2 separate regions of the Mus musculus genome follow, and region 2 is linked to region 1. Evidence: chromatin contacts called from public capture Hi-C data. All regions are on one chromosome and are shown on one strand. Each heading gives the region's core, a stretch centred on a gene start, on an enhancer-like site or on the middle of the called end of the contact. The rest is flanking DNA. Distances are from core to core; before and after follow the strand shown.

What was found. Capture Hi-C pulls out chosen DNA fragments and counts their contacts.
Region 2: a capture Hi-C map of macrophages shows a contact between it and region 1, with 5 times the contacts expected there. The contact joins the promoter of Stxbp4 here to the promoter of Tmem100 in region 1. A contact is called at or near these places in 17 of 39 promoter capture datasets (the 3T3-L1 cell line, 3T3-L1-derived adipocytes, the C10 cell line and 11 more), 2 of 15 datasets of contacts at CTCF or cohesin (the NIH/3T3 cell line and large pre-B cells), 14 of 115 datasets of contacts at active chromatin or transcription factors (the NIH/3T3 cell line, acute myeloid leukemia, bone marrow-derived macrophages and 8 more) and 3 of 9 other capture datasets (adipose tissue, embryonic stem cells and macrophages).

The regions. Positions count from the first base shown.
Region 1 is chr11:90,026,322-90,033,391 of GRCm38.p6, forward strand. It overlaps Tmem100 (transmembrane protein 100), which reads left to right and starts at 4,027. Exons shown (of 3, transcript NM_026433.2): 1 at 4,027-4,422.
Region 2 is chr11:90,634,659-90,641,728 of GRCm38.p6, forward strand. It overlaps Stxbp4 (syntaxin binding protein 4), which reads right to left and starts at 3,450. Exons shown (of 18, transcript NM_011505.2): 1 at 3,375-3,450. It overlaps Cox11 (cytochrome c oxidase assembly protein 11, copper chaperone), which reads left to right and starts at 3,526. Exons shown (of 4, transcript NM_199008.2): 1 at 3,526-3,894; 2 at 5,719-5,874. The coding sequence starts at 3,532.

The DNA of each region.
Region 1 (7,070 bases), core at 2,777-5,276:
ACAGAACCAAAGAAATGCTTGTACTGTAGTCAGTCCCTGAACCAGACTCCTGAGTGGAAATAAATGGATAGTCACAGTTCACAGTACAAGGTCAGTGGCTCTGCAGACAGATAATGCACTGCAGATTTTTTTTTAAATGAGGTTTCCTACAGCTGCCCTGGTGGCTTGTGTGGCAGCTTTAGCTTTCTCTCCAAATTGTCTGCTCTCAGGTCTGATGCACTGAGCCCAGGTACACTTAGAAAAAGGAAAGGAAAGAATTTTTGAAAGGGTTTGCTTAGGATGTCACAAATGGAACTTCAGCAGTTGGGGTTCCCCTGCTCGCTGCCATAAAGCAGAAAGAAGATGCAAATCCAAGTTTCCTGATGACCAGTTCGTGGCTATTTTCATTGCACAGCATGCAGGCAGAGTCAGAAATGCTAGTTTTGTTGTGGAAGTGAGCCAAACCCTTATGCTGGGACCCTAGGAGGGGGAAAATGACTGAGTTCTACCAGGGCAGCAAACAAGGTTTTTTTTTTCCCAGTAAAATGATCTGAGAAGATAAATAACAAGGAATAAATCAGGGGAGAGAGGTGGTGCCCCCGAGAATACTGAGACCATCCAATTGGACATCCTTCAAACGTCCGGATGGCAGAATTACTAACTGAGTGTAAGCGGTCAATTGGAATTTGGAGTCTTGGGTTTCCCACTCTGAGTCATGGTCAAAGAAACATCTTGTTCTCCTTCTGGGGCAATGCACTCTCTTGGGATCCTTGGTTTTTACCAAGTTCCACACTTGTCTCTTTTTAACAAAGACAATCATCTTTTTCTGTATAGTTTACTTAACTAAACAAGAAAGAGACAACGTATGGCTGTCTTTATAAAACAAGACTTTAATTTTTTTTCAGCCTAAAGAAAAAAGCCAGTGATCAGCTCTCCCTGCTTTGTTCCATAAGATCAGTTCATAAACAGTTCTATTCTGAATTCAGTTCAGCTGGGCAAACTGCTCTCTTTCCTCCTGCCCACCCACGTCATGGACATCAAAGACTCCTTAAGTGGATCAGAATGTGTTCAAAAGATTTTGTGAGCTGCTTCTACCCTCAGTCATCGGTGAACTTCTGCAGAGGCCCCGTGGGAAGATGATTGCCTGTTTTTACTGGCAACACAATCATTGCCAAGCCCAAGAATTTATTCTCAGTGAGCAGATACGCTTCATGAGCCTCGGAAAGAGTCTGAACACGGGACTGGTGTGAGGAAGACAGGCTTGGGGGCAATCAAGCGGTGGGTTTAGTCCAGCAAATGTCTAAAAAGGCCCTGCACATCTTCCTATGGATAACAGAATATTTCTTGCACCCCACCCCCTTGTATTGTTTGTATAAAAGAAATAATAAGTCCACGAAAACAGTATAAGTAATGAAATCAAATGCATATCAACTACCTGGGCTTTGTTCCTGCACATTTCTGCCAACAATCTCATGAAACCATGAATCATGTGGTCTTATAAACTCCTCTCCCTCTCCTGATACCCAGCCCTACATAAAATCCATTGCCAGATTTTGCTGATCTTCGCTATCTTCCTAACTCCTGCTTGTCCACTCTTCCTAGTGTCGGGGTCCCAGTATCAGAAACTCTGCCTGCTCTCCCAGTCTCCCCTCCCCTATATGACTTTCTTCAGAATATTCCAACAGTATAGTGCAGGCCACTCTTTACTATACAGAGATGACTTTGGTGTACTGTTCAAAGCCACCCTGCTCTCTAAATAGACTCCAAAATGCATCATTCAGTCCCGCATATGACCATGAACCATTTCTAACCCCACTCTGGATGTTTTCCACCTAAGCCATGCAAGCTGCTCCCCATTCTCTGCAGAAGATTTAGATTCTTCAAAGTTGTGTTGATGTAATAGGGATTCCCCCCTCTACCCAGAATCACATTCGTTCCTTATAGTGCCAAATGATTGTCCAGCACGAACCGCCCAGTCCTCACTCACCTCTGCAGCGCACACACCTAGTCCAGAATTGATCCGTTCTCTCTGGGGAATGTGTAGCAGCTTGCAATGCTCTCTCTAAGGCAGAGTGTCTGCCTTGGTGTCCCTGTGCCTTTCCCGTTGCAGACTTAGCTCCAAGATGAGATCTCGTTTTGATCTTTGCTTCTCTGTCTGCTCAGCAGTCTTTACTAAGACCCTGGCCTCCAAAAGCAGTACAATCAATTTCAACCATGAAGAAAGAAGAATGGTCTTGGAGACCCCTGAAATATCCCTACCGCTCTAGCATCTTCCGGAGGCTCTCTCACAGGATACCTACCAGCCTGTATCAGTCTTGGTTTCAAACACACTCAAATCTGCTTGATAACACAGCTCTGTCTCAATGCTCAGAATCCTAGGGGATACAACACACAATTCAACCATTAAGTTTCTTTTCAGGGTACTTGCTCAAAAGTAAACTGAATGATAGTGTGCTACCCTGTACCTCCCCCTTCCCTGAATGAGAACTATTCGTAGAATCTTAAGCAGTCAAAAACAATGGCCAATGGATGGGCACAAGGTAGAGACTCCTGGAGTTATGGCTTGGTTCAGCCACTTTCCCTAGTAGTATAGATCCGCTAAAGTATCACACAGTGCCAAGTCTCAGAATCTTGCACAGGAAAACACAAACAGCAGTCCTGGAGATGTGGCCTGGGTAGTGTGTGATCGATGCTTATGAACATTCACGTGCTCCGTTCCTCTTCATTCGGTGGACTGGGTAGGTCCACTCCGAATGGGGGAGTTGGTTCTAGAGTTAAGGCCGAACAAAGTGCTAGCCACCAGAAGCCAGGACAGGCAACTAAGAGGTCCAAGCTGTTCTTTCTCTCCACATGTGGATCTTAGGAGATTCCTGTGCCTGGAACTTGACCAACAAATAGTAAAGACATGTTTGTATCTAAAACACATTTTTTTCTTCTTCCTCTTACTACTGTTAGATCTTTCTACTTAAAAGAAAACTGCCTAGAGCATATTTGGGAGGGGAAATAACAAGAGTTGTTATCCCCAAAGCACACAAAAACACAGATCACTTTCCAAAATGCCCCTGATTTCAGAGTAAAATTGTTGACACACCCTTTAAAAAAAAAAAAGAGTTAGCTAGGAGAAAAGCTGGCCAGCTTCCCGAATTTCACTGAACTCAACGGGCCTTTGTGATGACAGAGATCTTCATGTGGTGATTGGACAGAGAGGAGCCTGAGGAACTGGCATCTTCCGGGATGCTGGAAACTAGCCAGCTCGACCACACCAAGCAAAAGCAAAAACGAAAGTGGGAGGGAGGGAGAATAATCAAACACACGTGAGGGCAGTTCTTCCCCAAATGCAAAGCACAAGTGTGCTCCCCAAAGAGAAACCGCCAGCGCACTTCAATGGCAGAGTGGAAACGCCCCCGGCAGGCTCCCACAGATGGGACCTGCACCAGTGACCTGTTTGTCCTGGAACTGGCCATCCTTCTTGCTTCCTTCCACTGCGGACCCTCCCTCCCCCTAAGCAACGGCTCCTTATTGCTAAGGAAGAGGAGATGCTTTTTAAGTAAGGGGGAATTCTCTCTGACGTAGTAAATCTCCTCACAGCGTTGTTTGTGATGTTCTTGGTGGCCTCAGTTCTTCTGAGATGTGGCAGTCCAGTGTGTTAGCAACCCCATGCAATCTGGCATCTTCACATAAGGAACACTCATTGGCGAACCAGCTTGCTTGACTTCATGGCGACAGGCCACCCAGGCACTACATACAGCCTTATCTCTTATCATCTATCGCTCTTCTTCAGGCTGGCCTCGAACTCAGAAGTCTGCCTGCCTCTGCCTTCCAAGTGCTGAGATTAAAGGCGTGTGCCATCAGTGCGCCGCTATCTATTACTCTTCTTATCACTTAAACCTCATGGTGACAAATCTGCAGAGGATCCCACTCTCCTTTCCGGAATTCTCCAATGGCTTGCCTTTACCCATCCCCACCCCTCCTCCCACACCCATCTCTCCACCCACCCCTACCCTTACTCCTCCACCGCTAATGTAGAAGACCGAAAAGGAGTTCTTTTCTGCAGCTTCACACTACAAAAGAGTGATATCGAAGACTAGGTTAGAGAAAACCATAAAAAAGAATGCTTGCATAAGGATTTTAAACGGGGGAAAGAAAACAGGAGAGATTTTTAGTGACTTTTTAAATAATTGGGTTATGATGGATTCACTCCTGTAATTACAGTGGATGGTGTGGGCACGGAAAAAAAAATAGAAAAGAAAAGGAAAACGTAGAGTAAAATACAACAGCGAGTAAGGAATTTCCTTTCACCAAATTGTCTCCGGTCCCTTAATGGTCTGTAAATCTTGCTGAGTACTTTGTGTACGGTCCCTAGCATGGTGATTTGCATCCCACTGTCGGCCTCGCTGTTGGCCGCCGCTTGCTGCTGTCTCAGTCCACTTCTGGCTGAGAAAGGTAAGGCTCGGTTTCCTTGCTCTTTGAAAGATCTGGGAGAGGCTTGTAGATTGTTTGCCGGGGTTCGCCCGGGGAGGACGGTTCATACACTCGGAAGTCTTCAGGAAAGTTTTCTAAACTTGAGCCTTCCCAAGCCCTGCGCTCAAAGGAAAAAAAAAAAAAAAAAGAACCAGGGAAATTTCCTCACTTTTCTGCACCAAGAGCTTGCAGAAAAAGAGACTGGATGCATTGTGATGAAAATTTGCACGTGGGGCCAGGTGTCGCTTCCCAGGGTGTTTAATACCAGCTAGGCACCCTGTGGGCGGAAGACTGGACATTCAAAGGCGTTTTTGCATGTTTTGCTGTGAAAAATCTTTTTGAATTTCTTCTTAAGAGATAAAGTTGGTTAAAGATGCTTGTGCCCCCGGTTGCCCTGGTGCTTCTACCCTTTTCTTCCTGGCACAATTTCTGGTTAATCTCTGAGCTTTCCATTTCTTTAAATTTACCAGTTCAAATCAGGAGTTGTCTAATTTTGGAGACTGGCATCTTCTTACCTAGACAGATGCCTTTACACTGTGCTGGGACAGTGGCGCGGAGCGCCACACCTGAAACCATGAGAAGCCGAAGCTTCCAAGTTAGAAGTAGCAGCAAACCTGTGGCCTTGCACCCTGGAGGCACAGCTCTGTTCAGTGTCTCTCCTTACCGTTTCATCCTGGGGCTCGCCATGGGAAAGGATGCCTCTCTCCCCTGTAGGTTCATTTCTTTACCTTCGGCTTAGGAAGCAAGGGAAAATGATCTTCCACTAGGATATGGTGATGTTCAGAACTTCCTGGCTGCTACTGGGGATTTGCTTAATATACAGTAAATGGCCTGTGCTAGGAATCAGGGAGGTCTTGCCCCAAAGGCAGGAGTTCCCAAGTGGGAAGCAGCTCTCTTTGAGGGTTTCTATTTGATGTAGCCTAGACCCTAGGTCACCATCTTCTGAATACCCTGGTTCCAAATATGCCCAATCTCGCCATCCAGCGATGTCACTAGTTATACGTGAGACTCCATTTCTCTAAGACTCACATTGGAAGCTGTGGGTGATGGCAGTCTGGGCTTCCAGCTGGCCTAGAGGTACCTCCTATACCCAGCATGTTGGACCTCTGACTCAGGTCTCGGTAACTTCTCAGTGTGATCAATTGGAACCAAGGAGCACTTGCTCTGGCTCACATTGGAGGAAAGGGACTCCTGGTCTCTCTGTGTCCCCCTTGGAAGCTAGGAGGGTGAGAGGTCCAGGGGGCAAGCCAGTGGCTAAAGAGAGCTAAGCATCCCTCGGATGGGAAGACGAAGCTATTCTGTCAGTGATGTGAATGAGGAGACTGGACCAGGAATTGGTAAGACTTGCACAGATGAAGGAAATCCTGGGATAACCTTTAGAAATATGGGCAGGCTTGCCATAGTGCTCTTGCTTTGCCACCGACCTGCTTCACCCCAGGTTTTAGTGGCATTTCTGTAAGACAGCCTAACCCTGTCAGGTCACTGATGATGCTGGGGCACAGCCTTGAGGATATTATTCGAAAGAATGGTGTGCCAGGTGCGTGTTTGAAGATTTAAGATATATTATTGATTAAAATAGGACCAGAAACAGCAAGGCTTGGCATAGGCGGACTATATTATGGACCGATTTATTCAGACTCTACATTTTATAAGCTCCGAGGGTGAGCTTGCACCTATTCATGACTGAGGTTCAGTGGGCCTGGTGGTGAAGGTCTGTGACTGTAGCGACTGAAGAAACTGAGACAGGGGGATTTAAAGGTCAAGGCGGAGAGTGGGCTGGGAATATAGCTGAACGGTAAAGTTCTTGCTGAGTACATATGAGACTCTGGGCTCGATCTCCAGGATAGAGGAAAAACTGGGGTCTGAAGCGAGAGTTTATTTCTTTGTGAACTTAAGTCATTTTATTTACCTCTGTATGTCTCCATAACTTTATTTACAAATGAATGAGAATACTAACGTGTGTCAGTCCTTAATATCATACCACACCCATAATAAGTGCTTTGTCCATAGAGGCAATGTTGCTGGTGACAGTGGTGGCCAATTTCAGGTTTGCCAAAACCACTCATCGCCCAGAACAAGCAGTAAGCAATCCCTGCTTAAATCAAGATAACCCGGGGTTTCCCAGCTTAACCAGGAATGTAGTCTTTCCCGCCCTCTTCTGTAAATGAAGGAACATCAAACGAGGGGAGGGGCCATCTCACACATACATGAGTAAAAAAAAAAAAAAAAAAAAAAACAAACCTGTGAGCATAGAGCATTGGCTTTCTGCTGGTCTAGAGGCTGGGCTCGGAGGTTTGACAACTCCACAGCTGTTCCTGCCTCTGAGGAGCGTCTGTCCCCCGGCTCTGTCCGTCAGCTAGGTCTGCAGTGCTGACTCTGGGATTCTCTTATGAAAATGCCTGATTGCCCAGCCAGAGGAGGAGGAGGAGGAGGAGGAGGAGGAGGAGGAGGAAGATCTAGAGTTAGGCTGGGGAAAAAAATGAGTAACTCAGAGCAGCCTGCTTCAATAAATGCTGGGAGAGAAAGAAAAGCCGAGGCTGGCTCCAGTCTCTGGGGACTCTGAGGTGATGATCCGGAATTATCATGTCCCCGAGCGGAGTTGGAGCATGCCAAAACTCTGAATCTGCTGG
Region 2 (7,070 bases), core at 2,200-4,699, 610 kb after region 1:
AAAAGTCATAACAAAAATCATTTACATGCATACCAAGGGATAGTGTACCAATTAACCATGAGGTAGTTAAACATCTCAAGGCCATGGAGAAAGGCTAAAGAACAGCTTCACACTGGTGCAAACTAAAGGGCAAGACAACTGGAAGCCAGGGGCCGTCCTGGACCAGATTCTAGAACTAAGTTGGAAACAGCAGCATACGCAGTATTAATTTCAGCAGAGTTCTTGGACACCAGGGTGTGAAGTTCTGAACTGGCACATTCCTTAAAACCCACAGGTTGAAAACCTGGCCCTGGTGGAGCTCTGTTCAGATGGTGAAAGAGCTATTAAGGTTAAATGAGAACATAATGGTGGAACAACCGACTGATCAGAAGGGGTTAGTGCTCCTTTAAGAAAGACATCAGCAAGATTGCTGACTCCTGTCAGGCATGGGAGGACACAAGTCTGCCACAAGTGAGAGAGAATCCTTATGAGAAATCAGCCACCACCTTGATCTTGGTTCTCCAGCTTCCAGAAATATAATACATTTGTTGAGTAACCTGTTTCTGAAGTGTGCTGCTATGATGGGCCAAGGTGATCGCATGGTATTACTATGCTATGATAGCACAGCATTGGGCTGATGTTAAATACTTGATGGATGCCTGTGCTGTGTCCTTGTAATCAACACTCATGCAAGGATCCAGTTTACAGTTCCAGGATATCGTCTGTCTGCCCTCGTCTCCAAGAGTACAGAGATCTTTAAGATCTTGGAAACCAGGTGAAGGATAAGTTGGGAACGTATTATTTCTGCAATGTTTATATAACTTTTAAATCATTTCAAAGTGAATATTGGAGATTGAAACATTTTAGCTACCATCCAAAAACACTTTTATATACATGAGCTGTTATTTTTCATTATCATACAGGAATTGGATTGGTACCTATTTCATTTTATTAAAAGAGAAATCTAGAAAGACCTACATCACTTTACTGCTATCAAAATGGCTGTTCCTCAGATATTCACTTTCAATTAATAAGAAAGCAGTCATGATTGCAACCCTATTATTGACACATTTATACAGCTGTTTTGAAAAATATGGAGAAACAATAGCTGGAAAGGGAAAATAGTTGAAGGAAATATATTGTTAGCTTTAAGCACATTAGCATTAGCATAGGATTTTAAAAACATTTACAAGTATATTGTCTGCGTGTAGGTGCCATGTATGTGCAGTGCCTGAAGAAGCTAGAAGAAGCCAGGAACTGAAGTCAGAGACAGTTCTGTGTCCCTAGGTGAGTGCAGGAAACAGAAGCCAGGTCCTCTGCAAGAACAGCAAACGCTCTTAAGGTCTGAGCCACCTCTCCAGCCCCCTCATATGGAATTTGAGTCTATGCAGTAAGAAAAGTAAAATGAGAGCAAAATGTTGACAATCTGGTATCAGAATGAAAGTACATGTAGAGGGAAAGGGTGACCAAACACTGTCATACCAAGATGGGAGAAGAGAAGTCTGTAACTTCAGTGACCACCTACTAGAGTGATGTCCTAGACGATGCCTACAGCCCTCAGCGCTGTGGCCACTATTCAGTTACTTCTTCAAGGCCATCATCTCCACTGTCACTAACATGCAGATGCCCCTCACTTCTGCTTCCCCTTGCCCTGCTCATTCTCACCGTGTGACTTACATCATGTTCTTCCTGCAGTGTGAATCAAATCATATCCGATCACTCCCATTTTGTCCCTTAGCCATGGCTGAAATAGCTCTGTAGTATCAGGTGTCTGTACCTGCTGTGACCCCATTTCCTTTCACTGTTAACTCTGCTCGCTCTGCACGCTCCACACGGACCCTGGTTTTTTTTGTTGTTGTTTGTCTTTGTTGATATTCAATCCTATCCAACTTATTTCTGTCTCTGGACTTGTGTACGATGTGAGATTTTTGTCTCGTGGGTAGCTCTTTCACAGTTTGGGAGTAGGCTCAAATGTCACCCCCAGGAAGACCTTCTTTTACCTCTTTAGACCTTCTTTTACCCTCCTCATTGTCACTCTCAATGACTTCATGCCATCATCAGCTAGTTTCATAGCAGACACTGTTAGTTGAAATTCCTTTATTTTACATTTATTTTCTGAGTCCTTCAGTAGAGGCTGCAGTCAATAACAAAAGTGATTGTGCCTGACTTAGTTTGGAATGTCCCCAGCAAACTAAAAAGGTGTATGGCTCAGTGAGAGTCAAGGAATACGTGCTGATTGACTGATAGCTCTTCCAGTTTTCGGTTCCAATCCACAATGTGGGGATAGTTAGACCCACAGAGGCCATCAGAAATAAGCTCTAGCTTATGGAGGTGGAAAGGTGGGCACGAGAGAGCTATTGGCTTCTTACAGCTTCTGGAAGAAGGAAAGTCAGTTTTCTTTAATGGTGCAATTGATCACACCGATCACACTCACAGACTAACACATCAATGAGTTAGTTCGCCTTCAGCCTGGACTCTGGATAATAATAATGTGGGGGGGGGGGTAGTTTTGGGAGGAGCCTGGAGTAGGGGATGAATATGACCCAAATACAGAGTAAAATACCCTCAAAGAATTAATAAAACCAAACCATTATTTTGAAAAAGAAATGACCTAACTTTTATAAAATTCTTACTATGCTTCAAGCAATGGCAAAAATCATATTATATTCTTACCCTCCTTGAATTACTGTGATTTCCATTCACGAAATAGGGCCATCAGGTTACGGAGAAGTCATATTAAAATTAAACTTATGCAAGGACAAGACTTGTGTAAATTCATTGATGCTTAACCTCCGAATCTGCTCTCAGTGCTATTTAATATTTATTGGTCCTTGTTTGTGGAACATTTAGAGAACTGAAGAAAGCTTTAGCGTATTTCCCAGGGGTCTGTGCCTGCAAGATGCACGTCTTTATTCCTTCAGTCCCTCCTTTAAAGGCCCTCCTGTCCTGGTCCCTCTATTCTGAACAAACTTGGTTTTTTCGGCGGCTGTCTGACCTAATGGTTTTGCTGGGTAAACAGCAGAGGGGTGATGAGCGCAGTGGGAGACATCTGCCCATGGGGCTGAGAAGATGCACAGGTCGGGGTGTTGGAGAGAAAGGCGGTTCTCATACTAAGTGTTCCAGAAAGAGGGACGTTGGTTTGCCTGCGCTCAGTCAGCGGCGGAAAGCAACGGGGCTGAGCGAACCCCAAGTGAGAGCCCCGCGGCAGAGCTGCCGCTGGGGGCCGCTAGGTCGAGACAAAGGCTGGCGAAGTTTGGGGAGATGGGGATACAAGCCCCAGTGAGGAGCTTGCACGCCGAAGGCCCAAATGCATTTTCTGCAAAGTAAACTAAAGAAGCATCCCAAGGAAACAAAAGTGCGAGGCACAGTCACTTAGCAAGAAAACGCGAACTTACCCTCTTCGGGCCACCCGGCCTCCGTAGCGCCACTGCTAACTGTGGAATCTGGTAGTCAAGGCAGCAGCGGAGGCTCAAGCCGGGTACCGCGAGACTCGCGAGGTCTCGCGAGATCTCGCCAGCGGCCCCGCCAGGCGGGCATTCTTTCCGGGGGGTTATGGGAGGGCTCTGGTGTCCGGGATGGAGGTTGGTGGCTTCGTGTGGCCGGGGCTGGAGGCAGCCCGGGTGGTCAGGGCGGACTGTGGTGAACGCAGAGCTGGTGCTTAGGCCCGGGTGGGATGGGCTCGGAGGCGCGGAGCGGGGTCTGAGACGCCTCGGGACATGGAAGCGCCCGTGCGGGGTCCGGGGGCCCGCGACGCAGCCGCCACGGCGGCCGAGGAGCAGCAACCCTTTCCAGCGCGCGCAGGAGGACGAGTGGCGGCGGCGGAACAAGACGGTGCTCACCTACGTGGCCGCGGCCGCCGTGGGCATGCTGGGGGCCTCCTACGCCGCGGTGCCCCTCTATCGGCTCTACTGCCAGGTAAGGGAGGGGACGAAGCGCGGCACGGATCCCACCTGAGCCATCCCCCTGCCGGGGAGGCCGAGGTCACCCGCCGGAGGGGGGAGGGGGGCGTCGCCTCGGATCCAGACCGGGAAGGACGTGCCCAAGGTCACTAAAAAACCTTGCAAGTGGAAGCCGGTTCCGGTAATGATGGAGCTGGTGCCACCCTTCAAAGGGCTATCAGCACAGCCATTCTGTGAAGCGCGGGGAGAAGGTACCGCTGACACTTGGTGAGTTAGAGCGGCTGTCGCATACCTGGAGGTTCACAGGACACCTCCCCTGCCCCAGATAGTTGTCCAACCTAAAATGCTAATAGTATACAGTGGTGCCGAGACCCACAGAAATGGAATTGACACTCCTGTGTTCAAGCTTTCCTCATTCTAGGTTAGCATCATCAGCCTAGGCTAGTTTAGCATCATCAGGCTAGGCTGGGTTAGCCTGAGGTTTAAAAAAAAAAAAAAAGGAAAAAAACCCTAAAATCAAGTTCCACGTTAAGCACCGATATTTCCAAAAGAATGCCCTGTTACTTGTGGAATCAACGAGTTTTAGAGAAGGAAATAAATAAATAAGGGAAGCCATAGAATGGTCCCTCTTCATGAGCAAATTAAAATGTAACCCAGGAAAACTGTGACAGACTCAGTAATATAGGCTTGAGCCCAGGACATTATTTTTCTGTTTTCTACCTTTTAGTTTAAACACCAAACTTGAGAAACTTCAATAACATGTCCCTAGAATATATAAGGAATTGTTTTGTTATTGAAAGACGGAACACTTAACTTGCTTTTTCTTCAGCGGATTTAAATCCTTTATGAAAAAAAAAATAGTTCATCTTAAAACTGAGTCTCTGAAACAGAATCATATCCTTACCTGTTAACTAAGGTCAAATTTATGATTTCTCTTTTAGGATTAAAGTTTAATTTGACAATATTGAGAGAAATTGAAAAAGCTAAGTAACGTGTGTAACAAGTGAAAGAAAGATAATAAAATATTAATATGGTAGGGTTTTTTTTTTTTTTTTTTTTTTTTTGCATCTTCCTTTAGCCTCATTCGGCTTTTTGTTTTTCTGGTGTAAGAAAGGTGAATTATCTGGCAGTGAGAATTGTGATAACCTCAGGCAGCAGTGTGTACACCTTGGAAGTAACACCACCTCTACCTCTAATGAGGAAATAATGGTGATGGGGAAACGTCAGACACAAATTACTCTTTTGCTACTTTAGGGTAGTTGGCGGGCAGGGTAGCCAGACAAGAGGAAGAAAGTCAGGGCCTCATTAACTGTGATGAAGGGTAAATAGGTGTGTATGCAGAGAATTACAGCTAAGAGGCAGGAAAACATTAATCTCCCAAGTGGGAAAACAGTCATGATGCCCTAGGAAAGCAGAATATAAGAATAAAGTTATGAACTTAATTTGAACTATAAAACCCATGGTACAGAAAAGTATACACAGGAACATGGATTCCTTGTTTAAGTTAAAATGACCAGGTTTGGTTCAACTTTTTAAGTGAATAATAGTTTATGTAAAATATACTAGCCAGCGAAGGGGACTGTGTTTAATGAAAGTTACACTTGAAAATATTTGGTATCCTCTCAGAGATTAATAGTTTGTCTTCAAATTTTGCTTTTCAAAAGTAGGAATCACTTTAACAAATATAGGCAAACCGTTGATGCAGTTACAAGAATGGCCAGAGGTAGCATACAGTTTGGCTCCAAGTAGAACATTCAATCGCTTTCCAAATGTTACTTTTCTGCAGTAAGTCCGTGAAGATCTAAACCCTGCTGTTTACCATATGCAGTGTCTGTTGTAGACTACTGGACTTGGAGGATCAGCAGTGGCCGGGCACTCCTCAGACCAGATCGAGAACATGGTGCCTGTCAAGGACCGGGTCATTAAGGTCACCTTCAATGCTGACGTTCATGCCAGTCTCCAGTGGAACTTCAGACCTCAGCAAACAGAGATCTATGTGAGTGTCTAGTGCACCTGTCTAAGGTCATTTCAAAACGCTAGGCCACCCCACGAATAATTACACTCAATAATTGTGAAATATAATTCATGAAATGTAGTTGTACAAGTGTTTTGAAATGTCTACTTTTTTTGTGGATAGTTTCTTTATTTACAATATTTCAAATATTATCCTCCCTGTCCTCACGCCCCCTGCTTCTATAAGGGTGTTACTCCACCCACCCACCCACTCCCACCTCCCTGCCCTTGATTCCCCTACACTGGGGCATCTATCAAGCCTTCATAGGACCAAGGACCCCTCCTCTCATTGATGCCTGACAAGGCCATCCTCTGCTACATATGCAGCTGGAGCCATATGTACTCCTTGGTTGATGGCTTAGTCCCTGGGAGCTCTGGGGGGTCTGGTTGGTTGATATTGTTGTTCTTCCTATAGGGTTGCAAACCCCTTAAACTACTTCAGTCCTTCTCTAACTCCTCTATTGGAGACCCGGAGATCAGTCCAATGGTTGGCTGAGAGCATCTGTCTCTGTATTTGTAAGGCTCTGGCAGAGCCTCTCATGAGACAGCTATATCAGGCTCCTGTCAGCATGCACTTCTTGGCATCCACAATAGTGTCTGGGTTTAGTAACTGTATATGGGATGAATCCCTAGGTGGGACAGTATCTGGATGGCCTTTCCTTTAGTATCTGCTTTACACTTTATCTCCATATTTGATTCTGTGAGTATTTTGTTTTCCTTCTAAGAAGGACCAAAGCACCCATACTTTTAGGCTTCCTTCTTCTTGAGCTTCATATGGTCTGTGAATTGTATCTTGGGTATTTGGAGCTTTTGAACTAATATCCACTTATCAGTGAGTGCATATCATGTGTGTTCTTTTGCGATTGGGTTACCTTACTCAGGATGATATTTTCTGGTTCTATGCATTTGTCTAAGAATTTCATGAATTCATTGTTTTTAATAGCTGAGTAGTACTCCATTGTGTAAATGTACCACATTTTCTGTATCCATTCCTGTATCTGGGTTCTTTCCAGCTTCTGGCTGTTATAAATAAGACTGCTATGAACATAGTGGAACATGTGTCCTTATGACATGTTGGAACATCTTCTGGGTATATGCCCAGGAGTGGTATAGCTGGGTCCTCAGGTAGTACTATATCCAATTTTCTGAGGATTTCCAAACTGAATTCCAGAGTGGTTG